Regions from separate parts of the Zea mays genome. Here region 2 is linked to region 1. A link is a contact called in public Hi-C data. All regions are on one chromosome and are shown on one strand. The core of a region is the stretch at or near the end of the contact, and the rest is flanking DNA. Distances in the headings are between cores, read along the strand shown.

Region 1 (5,963 bases), core at 1,658-4,157:
ATTTGAGTCAACTAGGCCACGCCTCGCCTAGACGATCATAAGACGAGGCCTTACCATTCTAAGAAATACGAAAATAGCAGCAGGGAATAGGCAAGAAGACAAAAAGGGAGAAAAAAAAACAAAAAAGGACAAATGTAAAGAGAAGTGTTTGGCCCAGAACACTAGGCAGCCCACGAGTGCCCTCTTGTACTTATCCCTTCACACATGTCATCTCACGGAGGCACACACACACACCGCCTAGGAGCTCTCTGCTTCTCCTCCGGACCATCTCAAGCAGCTTACTCATACACATACCCATATTCAAACTACACTCTACAAACAGTACAATCTACAGTGCAAAAACGGTGTTTTGGTGACCATGTGGGTGAACTATTGTACATTGCACTCATATGGTCACCCAAAACACTGTTTTGCACCATTTTGCATTGTACATTCCACTGTTTGAATATGGGAATGGGTAAGCTGCTAGAGATAGTCCACCACATCTCCCGCAGGCGCAGTGCCGCTGTGTCTCCTCCCATATGGCTCATGCAGATGCAGCACCGGCCTCCCTCCCTCGCGCTGCTCATGGATGCGCACGCGCAGCCTGCCCTCTGCTCCTTCCCTACCTCTTGCTGATGTTCCCTCAGATCCCCATCTAGATAAACCGCCGCCTCCGTTGCAGATGATTTAGGCGGCACTAGATTTGATAGGGATGTGCAAGCTCCTTCCCTACCTCTTGCTGTTGTTCCCTCAGATCCACATCTCAATCAACCGCCGCCTTCGTTGCATATGATCTAGGCGACACTAGATTCAATAGGGATGAGTGAGGAGGCAGCTGCATGGTCTTCCCCTATCATTTTCCTCTGTTTTTCCTTCAGTCCCCATGGATATCTCACTACTTTTGGCTAGGTGTCAGGGACACCTTACTCCCTGTGAGCGCCTTGTTGCCTTGTAGGCAAAATAAGTGCCTTGTCGCCTAGGCGACAACTAGGCAAAATAGGGCAGACCTAGTGCCAGAGGCTATCACATGAGTATGGTCTGGAGAAGGGATAAACCGAAGCAAGACTTCCCCCGCAAATACGGGGAGATTGCTTCAAAACCGCGCGACCTAGAGACTCAGTGATACAGCTCTGACCATTGCACCAGGCACCGACTAGGCATAGCCTTAAAAACTCTGTATAGTACCAATTACATAATCACTGGTTTTGACAGAGTATAATGAGAAAAATGAAGGCATGGATCCAAATCATGTTAACCACTTGTCATAATAGAAGAGCAAATCTCATTTTATTAAACATTGTACTCATGATATTAGATCGGCAATAAGAAATATATGTGGTTATTTAACTTCCACGAAGATGACAAATACCATGATTCTATCAGAAGTTTTGTTCATAAAAAGGGGAATAAAATCTTAATTGACACTTCGGTAATTGCAAATACCTTGCAGAAAACAAAATATGGAACCGCTGTAACTCCATATGCCTCTGATATTTCAGGTTGTTCTTCAGCTTCAACCTGAACAGAATTACAGAAGTCATCAGTGCAAGTCAGCACAACAAACAAATAAGCAAACAATGTAGCATCACTCTATCTTGTTGACAGCAAATAAACAATAATTACTGATACAAAGGACACAGACCTAACCCCTGAGCATAATGGGCATAAATGAGGGAAAAAAACTAACCCCTGAGCATGATGGGTATAAATGGTTACAAGGTTAGTTCGATTATTCAGTGATTTAATGACAAGACCAATGAAGAAAAAAAGGGCATAATTATGCTTGTGTTTATGTCTCTTATAACTTAGCTCATAGCTTAATGGAAAGAGTGAAACATCACAGACTCAACTTGGATGTATTCAGTTAAGCTTAGTGGAAACAGAGAAATGACGAACAAGCAATTGGCCGGACTCACTCGGTAAATCAACTTTGTACAAATCGCAAGATTGTGTAGCCTCGAACACGGTGTGACTACCTCATCTCAGCATGGCATTTGTTTAGGCAGTGCCAAATATATACAGCCAGAGTTCAATATTTCCATATGACTTGTTACAACACCAAAGGAATACCAAATAGCATCACCAATGAACAATCAAAAATCCACATCTGGTGCATGAGTAACAGGATTCTCAGGGCGGGAGGGGGGGTCGTTGATCCCCGAAAATTGAGTACTACCACAACTTCAGCATTAGCCAGGGGCTAGGTTACAATATGTTCCATACTATGGTATAGACATATAATTTAGGCACAAAAGTTTAGTTTCACGCTTCTTTCGCGAATTATTTCAGTGGCAATTCAAAACCCAGCTCTCATTTTGCACATCCGCCTCCTGGCTAAATCGGTAAAACTTTGGATGAAGGAGAAACGCTGCAGAGAGGGAGAAAACTTTCGCAGTGCTCACTACAACAAGGCAGGCAGCCCAACAAGCGGCCGTAGAAACCTAACTACCTCCGCCTTATCGACACTGTACAGATCCAATTCCAAAAACGCACCGATCAGAACTGAATATACAGTGATCGAGGAAGAGCGCGGAAGCACGTACCCGCAGGAAGGCTGCGTGGGGGAAGTCGACGGCGAGGTGCGCGAAGACCTCGTCCATCTGCTTGGACGCCTCGCACCAGGACGCCCAGAAGTGCACGGCCACCGCCCGCGCCCCGGCCACCGCCGCCTCCAGCTCCGCAGGCGAGCCCACATCCCTCACCGCCCCGCCGCTCGCCATCCCCCTTCTCTGTGATCCTACGGGGCGGTTGGATGAGAAGAAATGTGGTGGTGGGAGGTGGGCCTGATTGTGGTGAAGGGCTGAAGACGACTGGAGTTGACGAGGAGGAGGATGCGGAAGAGAACGAGTACTCGAGTTGCTGTGCGGTGAGGAGGGTTGCGGCTCGGGGTTTTCCTCTGCTCTGCGCCGCCTCGATCGATTGGGAGGCCGGCGCAGCGAGGCAGAAGGTGTACGCTGCCTCCTCCTCGGCTTTTCTGGGGGCTCCCGCGCGGCGCCGCGACGGCGACTGAACATTCCAGAAGCGGGCACGTGGGAAAGCGACGGGCCGGCGGACCGAGGCTAGGTGGACCGCGGTATCGGCGTGGAAAGCTGGGCCGGTTTCTTGCTAGGCTGCGCGGGTCCAACCGCCCTTTGTTGCATGGTTGTGGCCCGCTGTGCCGGGCGTTTTTTTTGGGGGAAACGGGGGTGGGGTGCTTCCGAAAAAAAATAAAACTAATGTACATCCCATAGTACTGGTTCAAACTTCACCTGAATATACATTGAGAATTCAGACGATGCATAAGCGTTAGAGAATTCAGACTCTTGAGAATTTTAGTCTCAAATTATATAGCAGTATTCAACAATAGCTGCCACGTCACAAGAAAGTGAGATAGAATTATTTAATAGTAGAACTAATGATCCTCATTTGTAATTGTATATATTCACTAGGTGAGTACCCGTGCGTTGCAACGGGAACATATAATATCATGATAACTTACTAGGTCAGTGCCCGTGCGTTGCAACGGGAACATATAATACATCGATAACTTATATATGCAAATGTATGTTATACTGTTATGAGATGGAAGACGACATCCACGAGTCGTCCGGGATGACGTCGAAGAGAAACTCAGGCATGTGACGCACGAGAGGTCGCCCGTCTATGAGGCGCTCGAGGAGAAGGGCAGGGTAGTCTCGGGGAGGGAGCAAGGTCTTGGGGACGACGGTGGAGTGGCGGCACACGGTCACGGGGGTGGCGGCCTTGGCGACGATGGTGTGCGGTCAAGAAGGTGCGCGTGGGAGCCGGCGGAGGGACGGCGCAGTGGCTGGCAGAACCGCGTCGGGGCCGGTGCCCGGCGGAGCTCCGCGCTACGGCAGGGGGAAGGGAGGGAGAGGCTTTAATCCGTACCAGCTTCTACTGCTTGTACCATGTTTTGTCTCTATGGATGCAACTGCAACAGTCCGAACATATGACTTTAATCCAAAGCGAACAACTTATCTTGGCTGGGAGCATCGACATTGCGCCTTGATGGCGACATCAGCGGGTTCAGGGGTCATCATAGGAGGAGGAGCGGCGGGGGCATAGCCTTGTCCCTATGGATGCACCCCTTCAACGTTATTAGTAGGGATTACCAGGTTATCATTTTTTTTTGAAATCAAAAGGATGAAGGGCACCTGATATATTGATCACAGGTTCCAGTTATACTGGCGGTGGACGGCAGTAGCCCAACAGACGGAGCCTATGAAAGTATTACATCACAGGAGGGAAAAGTTTACAGTTGGGAATGTTACCGATTTGTTCAGTAAATATACGTAAGATAATTTAAATTCGAAAGAAAAGATAAACCACATGAAAATTTGGAAGCTGATAACGAGGAGTCATTGAGTTCCTATTGAATCCATTGCTAATTTGATTACTTGGTATGTGCGGAGTACATCTTAACATGGCACAATTTATGGGTTTTTCAAACAAGTTCACTTTGAAATGCAAGCAATAGCAGTATGCTAGTATATATCTATTCGAAACACATAGTAAGACTGAACATTGGAAAATATATAAAGAATTTATCCTACCAACTGTACAAGAACATAATATCAGAAAACATACTCACAGTTCTGTGATGATTTAGATAGCAATAAAATATGTATTATTTAGCTGACATTATATGCCAAAAAACAACATTGATTTCATTCCTAACGTGTCTATCCAGTTTATACAAGAAAACTCAACTACACAACCTTGTTAGCCCTAGATTTGCAAAAGAACATGGAAAATCATGATATCAATGTGCAGCACACGCTTTTTCAAAGGTAAGAGTTTAATGTGTTCGACAAGCTTGCAACAATCGAGCTTGCATTGGGAGCACTTGGCACGTTCTATTTGAAACAGTGTCTGCAGATAATTACTAAGACACTTTATTACATATATATGAATATGTATATGCACATGTGTTGTCACAAGAGTTAAAAATTAGTATAAACATAGATACGAAACGATAAAGATTACTATGAAATAAAAAATCCGTGAGGTAAAATATAATTGTAACATTAATATTATATTAACAATATAAATTTATAATATTACTGATGTCGAACAAACATTAGAATATCGTATAAATTATTTCTAAAAAACTATTATAATATGCTTATGCAGAACATTTCTTGTTACATGCAATTTTATATTTCTTTGAAGCCATAATAATCGTTTCTATGAATCTCTTGTATGGCATGTGATTACACCATGAAAATAGCTCCTCTACAGATCCTTAAAGTATCCTTCTCATTCAACTCTTCAAATGCATTAACGACATTCTATAGTCTGGCAACAAATTCGATCAGGAGCGATGCAAATGTAGTCAAGGACAAGGCACTTGCACTTTCGTATGTTTCGGAATCCTCATCTTTAAGTGGTATGTTTGGATGGAATGATCTACGAGCAGGACGAGAAAGTAGTGGCTTAAAACCGTCAATTGTTGATGTTGAATCATATCTGCTCAGAAATAGTAAAAGTTTATGTCCGTAATCTTTAATAGATAAAAGTTTATGTCTGTAATCCTTTTATGTTCATAATCCTTAACAGGTAAAAGTTTATGTCCGTAATCCTTAATAGATAAAAGTTCCCAGCCATTATTGCTAATGATGTGCATCTGATATAGCTTGGAATTAAACTCATGAGCCTTTCCTGACCAGCTGTATCCCTGCAAAGAAAACAAAACATGCATAAGGTCAACAATATGTATATCTCAAGGGGGCACATGAATGGAACAACCGGGGGAACAATAATTGCTTAATGACATACATTTAGGTGCCCGTGCGTTGCAATGACAAAATATTCGACAAAATGTCTGTTTAAATATTTTCAATAGTATATCTGAAAGAGAACCATAAAAATCAAATAAGTGAGAGAGTGAAATAGAGACAAATGCAAGTGCACCGTACAAAAAAGCATACATGTGTACAATGGCCAGGATACAAATAATAGCTAGCAAGTTTATAAAAAAT
Region 2 (5,963 bases), core at 995-3,494, 220 kb after region 1:
AAAACAGACCAAAGCACCCCACTTGCTTTAATGGGCTCCATAACCATGCAGAAGAAGAGTGTCTGCTATCACATTCCTTGCTTCGGAACATAATGTTTCTGCATCATTGCCTTGAATAGGTCGGTGAATAATCACCTTTACCGAACCTGAATTGAGAATTCCTTCCATTCCAGAAGGCATCAATTTCCCAGTTCCGATAAGAGTAATAGCTATCACAGGAGCTCCTGTCTTTGCGGCGACACTGAATGCGCCACGCTGAGAAAAATTATGACAGCATGTCACTGCTCCATGAAAAAGTTAAAACCGTAATGAAAGGAGAAACAGGATATAGTTTGGCAAAACCTAACCTTAAATACACCTAACTTGCCATCTCTACTTCGAGTACCCTCCGGAAAGAAAAATACAGAAGCTCCTTTTCCTACCAAGTCCACACACCGTTTGAGACAATCCTGCATTTCCAAAACCAATGTTATGCAGAACATGGAATGCAAATTGAAATATAGTGTCTATTTGGACAATAGAATTACATACATTTGGTTATTTAGTTTTCAGTTACAAAGCAAAACTGCCTTATATGTGCCTCTAAATAATATAAACAATCCAAAAAAATATAGTTTCATCACAAATTTATCTGAACTATAATCTAAATAGGGATCCATTTATTCATACCAACTGGCTCCTGCTGTCCATACGCCGCAGAGGAATCACACCCAAGAGATACATTGCCCACCCTATAATAGGGAACATAAAGATGCTGGTCTTGCTTATAAATTTGAAGCACCTCCCTAGAGTTAGAAGGGTATAAATATCCAAGAAGCTCTGATGGTTAGCAACATAGACACCAGGACAGCTATTTGGAGGCAGATTCTCCATTCCTTCGACCTCAAGATTGTAGAACATGGAGATTGTCACCGTAGCCCAAATCTTTGCGATGTAGTGCTGTGCTCTCCTACGGTACCGGTCAAATAGCAACACAAGTGGATGAACCACAACCATAGCTACAAACAAAAAGATTGCTGCAACTGCAGTCACCAAATAGAAGCAAACCCCTCTGACTCTTGAAGCCAATTGCTGACCTGTTAAAACAATTTCAAGTTAGCACAAGGAGATCCAATTCTACAGTTTGATACATTGTGGTGTTCTTTGTAGACGATTCAATCCACACAAGCTATTTGTCACCTTGTTGTACATGTGCACATGCTTTCTAATAAACATGAGACACAGCTAGCACCTGCATCTATTGATTCTTCTACGCGCCTGAAACAGTGAAACACAATGGTGCAGCACGGCTATACCATGCTATTTGCTATAAGATGTCTAAAAGGATACACACTGCCAGATGTGTCCCAATTTCAGTTAGATAGGAGGGCCGGTTGTGATCATAGTTGATAGTATTATAATGATAGGAACCAAACGACTCTTTGTTTGCAATTTGAATCTACCGTGATCGTTTAAACCACGGAGCATTAGCAACAGTGATTTAGGGGGGTGTTTGTTTGCGATTACAATCTGCACAGATTGTATAATCCAGATTTCAGCACCCCATAATTTAGGGCATTTAACCTTTTGCGATTATGAAAGGGATCCCTCTCACATTCACTTTATCATAGTGGCAGATTATTTACCTGACATCTCACGGCCATCTTCAAATGAAACGGTTAAAACATTTTAACATACTCAGCAAGGTGGATACCTGGGAGCGCCCGCGTCGAATCCCCAGCTGCCGCGGCGGCTGCGCCACCGGCGACGACATCCGACCGCACAACCATACCTCTCCGGCGGCGCCATCTCGTCGCCAGAACCTGCGTACTCGGGGACCGGAACACCGCCACCGACACCGACACCCGATGCCGCAAGCTCCTCGCGCCACCGCCAACGACAGCCACTACGGACCAACCAAAATAAATCATAAGATAAGATCAGCGCCGTGGCGTGGCTTCCCCCCGGAGAGACAGGCCGGCAGAGAGGCGAGTCGGCGATACCGTGGGCGGATGAGGAGGAGGGGGAAGCGATGGGGAGAGGCGACGCGGCGGGCCCCGGCCGGATGAGCGTCCCCATGGTCGGCCCGCGAAACCAGCCCGTGATCTCGTTCGCGATGGAGTATGGCCGGCGACGCGGACGCGGTGGGGGAGGTGGCGCGCACGTGGCGAACGTGGGATTGGGGTCGGGGTGATGGCTTTCGCTTGAGTTTGAGAGACGAGTGAGGAATGGATAAAATCGTGGCGCGGCGGTCGGTGACGGTGGGTGGCTGGGTGCTTGTGCAGTTGTGCTTGTGTGCGATGGCGAGGCGATCGACCGGCGGTGGGGCCTACCCGGCCGGCAGAACGTGGGTCCAGATGCGCTAAAATCCTTCGAGGTTTTCAAAGTTCCTTGTGTGCGGTTTGGAACTTACCTGGAAGGCCAATGTTTGTAAATTTGTTCACCTGAAACTCCGAAGCTGCCGTAGTGCATGCCAACTAGTACTACCACTTTCAGCAGTGACCTTTTAAGCTCAAGCAACAGAAGACCTGGGTTCTAATTCCCTCAGAACAGTACATAGCAACGAAAGAATTGTGTACACCAGGTTACACCGTTTGCATACAACATGGTCATTTTCTGCAACCGGAAGATGCTTCCAACTAATAGGTTCTTTATACGGAAAAAGAGACATAGTTAAATTACACTACTATTATGTGATATACACTCTTAATTTGTCAGATTGAGGCATGTGTGGTCACTGATTCCATGTGACACGAAAATACAACATGTAAAACAGAGACGAAGAACTGAAGCACCACAACTACATTCCCTATAGCCTACACTGTTATTGTTCCACTCATAATATGGACTACATGATTTCCGGGGGGGAGTGTGTGGAGAAGAAACTAAAGGAGATGCACATGACAGGATCAGAACAGCAGGAGGGGCAAAAGAAAGAATAGAAACACTGTTAGCTCCCAAGCCAGCCTCTGGCATCAATCAATTCGTTGCGCCCTGGCCAGGTGAGGAGCAACACCTGTGTGTGGCTTCGGCTGCACTGCAGAGAGGTCGGTTAATCTGTACAGGGCGCCCTCTTCCAACTTCTATGACTGCCTGCATCTTTCAATGACTTCGGTGACAGCTGAATGTGTTTCCCTTGTCATCATGTTGAGCTGCAGGTGAAATGACTGCAGGAGAACGAGACGGCTGGGTAAATTATGAGCGAAAAAAAAACTAGCTCAAGCCTGTCGCAGAAAGAGAAATCGCGAAAAAAAACAACCAAGAAAATTTTGAAGCTAGAGCAGTCTTGTGATATCTAGTAAACATGCCAGAAAATGAATAATAAATGGATATAAGCTACACAAAGAATAGGGAGAGAGCATCTATGGACATGACAAATTACTGGTTCCCAAAAAGTGGCAGTCCATGTATCTATCCACCGTTGCTTCAGACAGAACGTCTAGAAATTTTGGGGACATACCACAAACTTCTCTAGCACTGGTACAAGAACTTTTAAGTTGTTGTCCGGAAGGCAGCTGGAAATGGCTCCTCGAACCTTCATACTGTGGCAGCAAACATACAGCTCAGAAGCTAACCCGCAGTGGGCCTCAACCTAAAATTATAACAAATTAAGTAAACATTATGAAATAAGGCAGTATGGACCTTTCCGTTGAAAGAAAGGCGAGCACAAGTGCTGCGTAGGCCTCCACGATCATCATTTCGGCTTCGCGTTCTCCTTGCAACAAAGATTCTTCGTCATCCTGAAAATTAGGAAGACATCAAATAAATGGCTCGCGAGGGACATAGGATATGCAGAACACAGCTATATGTTTCTAGGTAGCATGTAGAAATATGACATGTAGATGAAGGCACATTGCTGATTTAATTCCAAATTCCAACAAACATTTTGCCAATCTCTAGTGTCTATAAATAAACATATGTATATTTATATTCCTGGTAATACATCTACATAACCACCAGCTGATACTCTGATTATATTGGCAGATTTATAACAGGATACAAAATAGCAGGGAGATATGATGGTGGTTAAATTGAAGAAATTGCAACTTGTATGAGAAGGGACACATAAAGCAAGGGAAAGTGAAACGACACAACACACTGCCTCATAATAAATGACGGAAAGATGAAGAATTTTTTATAAATATGGAAAGTGAAATATGTCGGATTTATAGAAAGATGGAAACCGATGCTTTTTCCGCACCCTGGTACTGTTTGAAATAGAAAGACAGAGATATTAAATGCATGGTTCATATAAAAAAGAACACTGCTGGATTTGTATTCTAGTGCACACCTGAATTTCTGTTTTCACATGATTGTTTTTTAAATGAGACCTGTACGACAAAGTACATCTATGGTTCATGCTTGCATTATGGATGAGCCAAGTTCTAAGTATGAGTTTTGAGTATATTTCCATGTTTCCACCGAAGATGTGGTTTAGGCTACATATTTTTCCCTATATATATGCCAAGATAGGGCAGCCCATCATTGTTAACATTACACCATGCCCATCAGTTAGAATTGCCATCCGCCAGGTGTGGAAATTTCTATTTTGAAGCAAGTGGGAAGGTGACCATTACCTCGCTTTGTTATGTTGTAAAATATGAAAACATGAGGATTAGATAGAATTACCGGTGATATAGCTTCAGCAGTTTCCCCAGTACTTTGACTCGCTAAGAATATTGAACAGAGAAGGGGTATGACATCCCTCTGTACCTCTTCAGTATCTGGACTTTGAGATAGATTGACAGAAACACGGGCATTCGCAAGTCGTACCCTGTAGCCAGCCAGCCAGGTAGTCAGAATTACAGGCATTGACTAGAGGATGTATAGCAACTTTACAGATCTATGAAAATTTACACGAATGGAGCAAAATGGAGGGAAGGAAAAGGATTCCTACCTATTAAGGTTATCCTTCTCCACAAGGTTGACAAGCAATCCCAATATGGCGACCAGAAAATCAAGTTCATAGGCTCGCAATTGCTTAGTTTTGATTTGGAGTGACTTGCTGTTCTGGGAAGACGACAGATCACCAGAGGATACTCTTTCTTTCATTTGATTGTTACTGTCCATGGAGAAATCAAATGAGGGAAAATGTTTAATGATCAAGGAGGCCATTGTATTAATTCCACCACATGACGCAATTTGTTCGCAACCAGAAGGGTTGTCATTTGCCAAGTTCATAAGAACCTACCACAAAATTAAATTTAGATGTTAGATACATCTCATTGCAAATGTAATACAAACAAGTAGCCCCTCAATAATATGCCACTGGACTGGCCTGCTGCAAAAGATGTTTGTTTGGTAAAGCTGGCTGATCAAAACTTTCACAATAACTAGGCAAAGTAGAAGTAGCAACTAAGCTTAAAACTTGTAAAGTTTTAATTTTGCATAAAGCTCACCCACTGCTCAAGCATAATTTGGTAAAAAAACTATGCATCCGTCAGAAATGGTTAACATTGCTATTGTGGATAACCAGCAGGAGTGAATGTTCTTACGGTGGGTGAATATACAAATTGACACATGGAATAGAACTATAGAAGCACTGATATCTGGAAATTTTGTATAGAAAAATCACGATAATTCACAACCATCTGAAGGATACAGGCACAGCCTCATAATTTTTTATAAAGATTTAAAAGATGCCAGGCAAGAAAAGTTATAGAGGTAAAAACAAGACAAGGAAGATCAAAAGGAAACATGATTCATTACCTTAACTGATGCCAAAAGGCAATCTTCTAAAAGGTTGGACTCATCTGCAGCCTTAGAATCAGAAGTTGCACCTGACTGATTAATACCTTCAGGTTGACATAATTCAGGACTTCCCGTTACTGCAGTGTCACAATCATCCAGCACTAGTTCACCATTAGATCGTTTCGCTCGCTTCTGTGGTGATTTCCTTTTTGGACCAAATGGATCCCAATTTGAAGGTTCTTGATCGGTATCATCAAATGCAAATGGATCATCACCACCATTACTCAAAGCAG

What was found. A called contact is a pair of places that touch in the nucleus more often than the background predicts.
Region 2: a contact with region 1 is called in a Hi-C map of leaf, with 5 times the contacts expected there. The contact joins the promoter of LOC100193515 here to the promoter of LOC100272720 in region 1. A contact is called at or near these places in 3 of 25 Hi-C or Micro-C datasets (ear, leaf and tassel).

Annotation. Positions count from the first base shown.
Region 1 is chr5:25,416,688-25,422,650 of Zm-B73-REFERENCE-NAM-5.0, forward strand. LOC100272720 (Monothiol glutaredoxin-S17) reads right to left here and starts at 2,908. Exons shown (of 3, transcript NM_001147173.1): 1 at 2,526-2,908; 2 at 1,426-1,500. The coding sequence starts at 2,702.
Region 2 is chr5:25,639,154-25,645,116 of Zm-B73-REFERENCE-NAM-5.0, forward strand. LOC100193515 reads right to left here and starts at 2,245. Exons shown (of 6, transcript NM_001367031.1): 1 at 1,983-2,245; 2 at 1,694-1,885; 3 at 670-1,076; 4 at 348-449; 5 at 1-255. The coding sequence starts at 2,058. The coding sequence ends at 28. It overlaps LOC100191427, which reads right to left. Exons shown (of 14, transcript NM_001365488.1): 9 at 5,689-5,963; 10 at 4,877-5,166; 11 at 4,609-4,753; 12 at 3,622-3,719; 13 at 3,440-3,521; 14 at 2,611-3,146. The coding sequence ends at 3,063.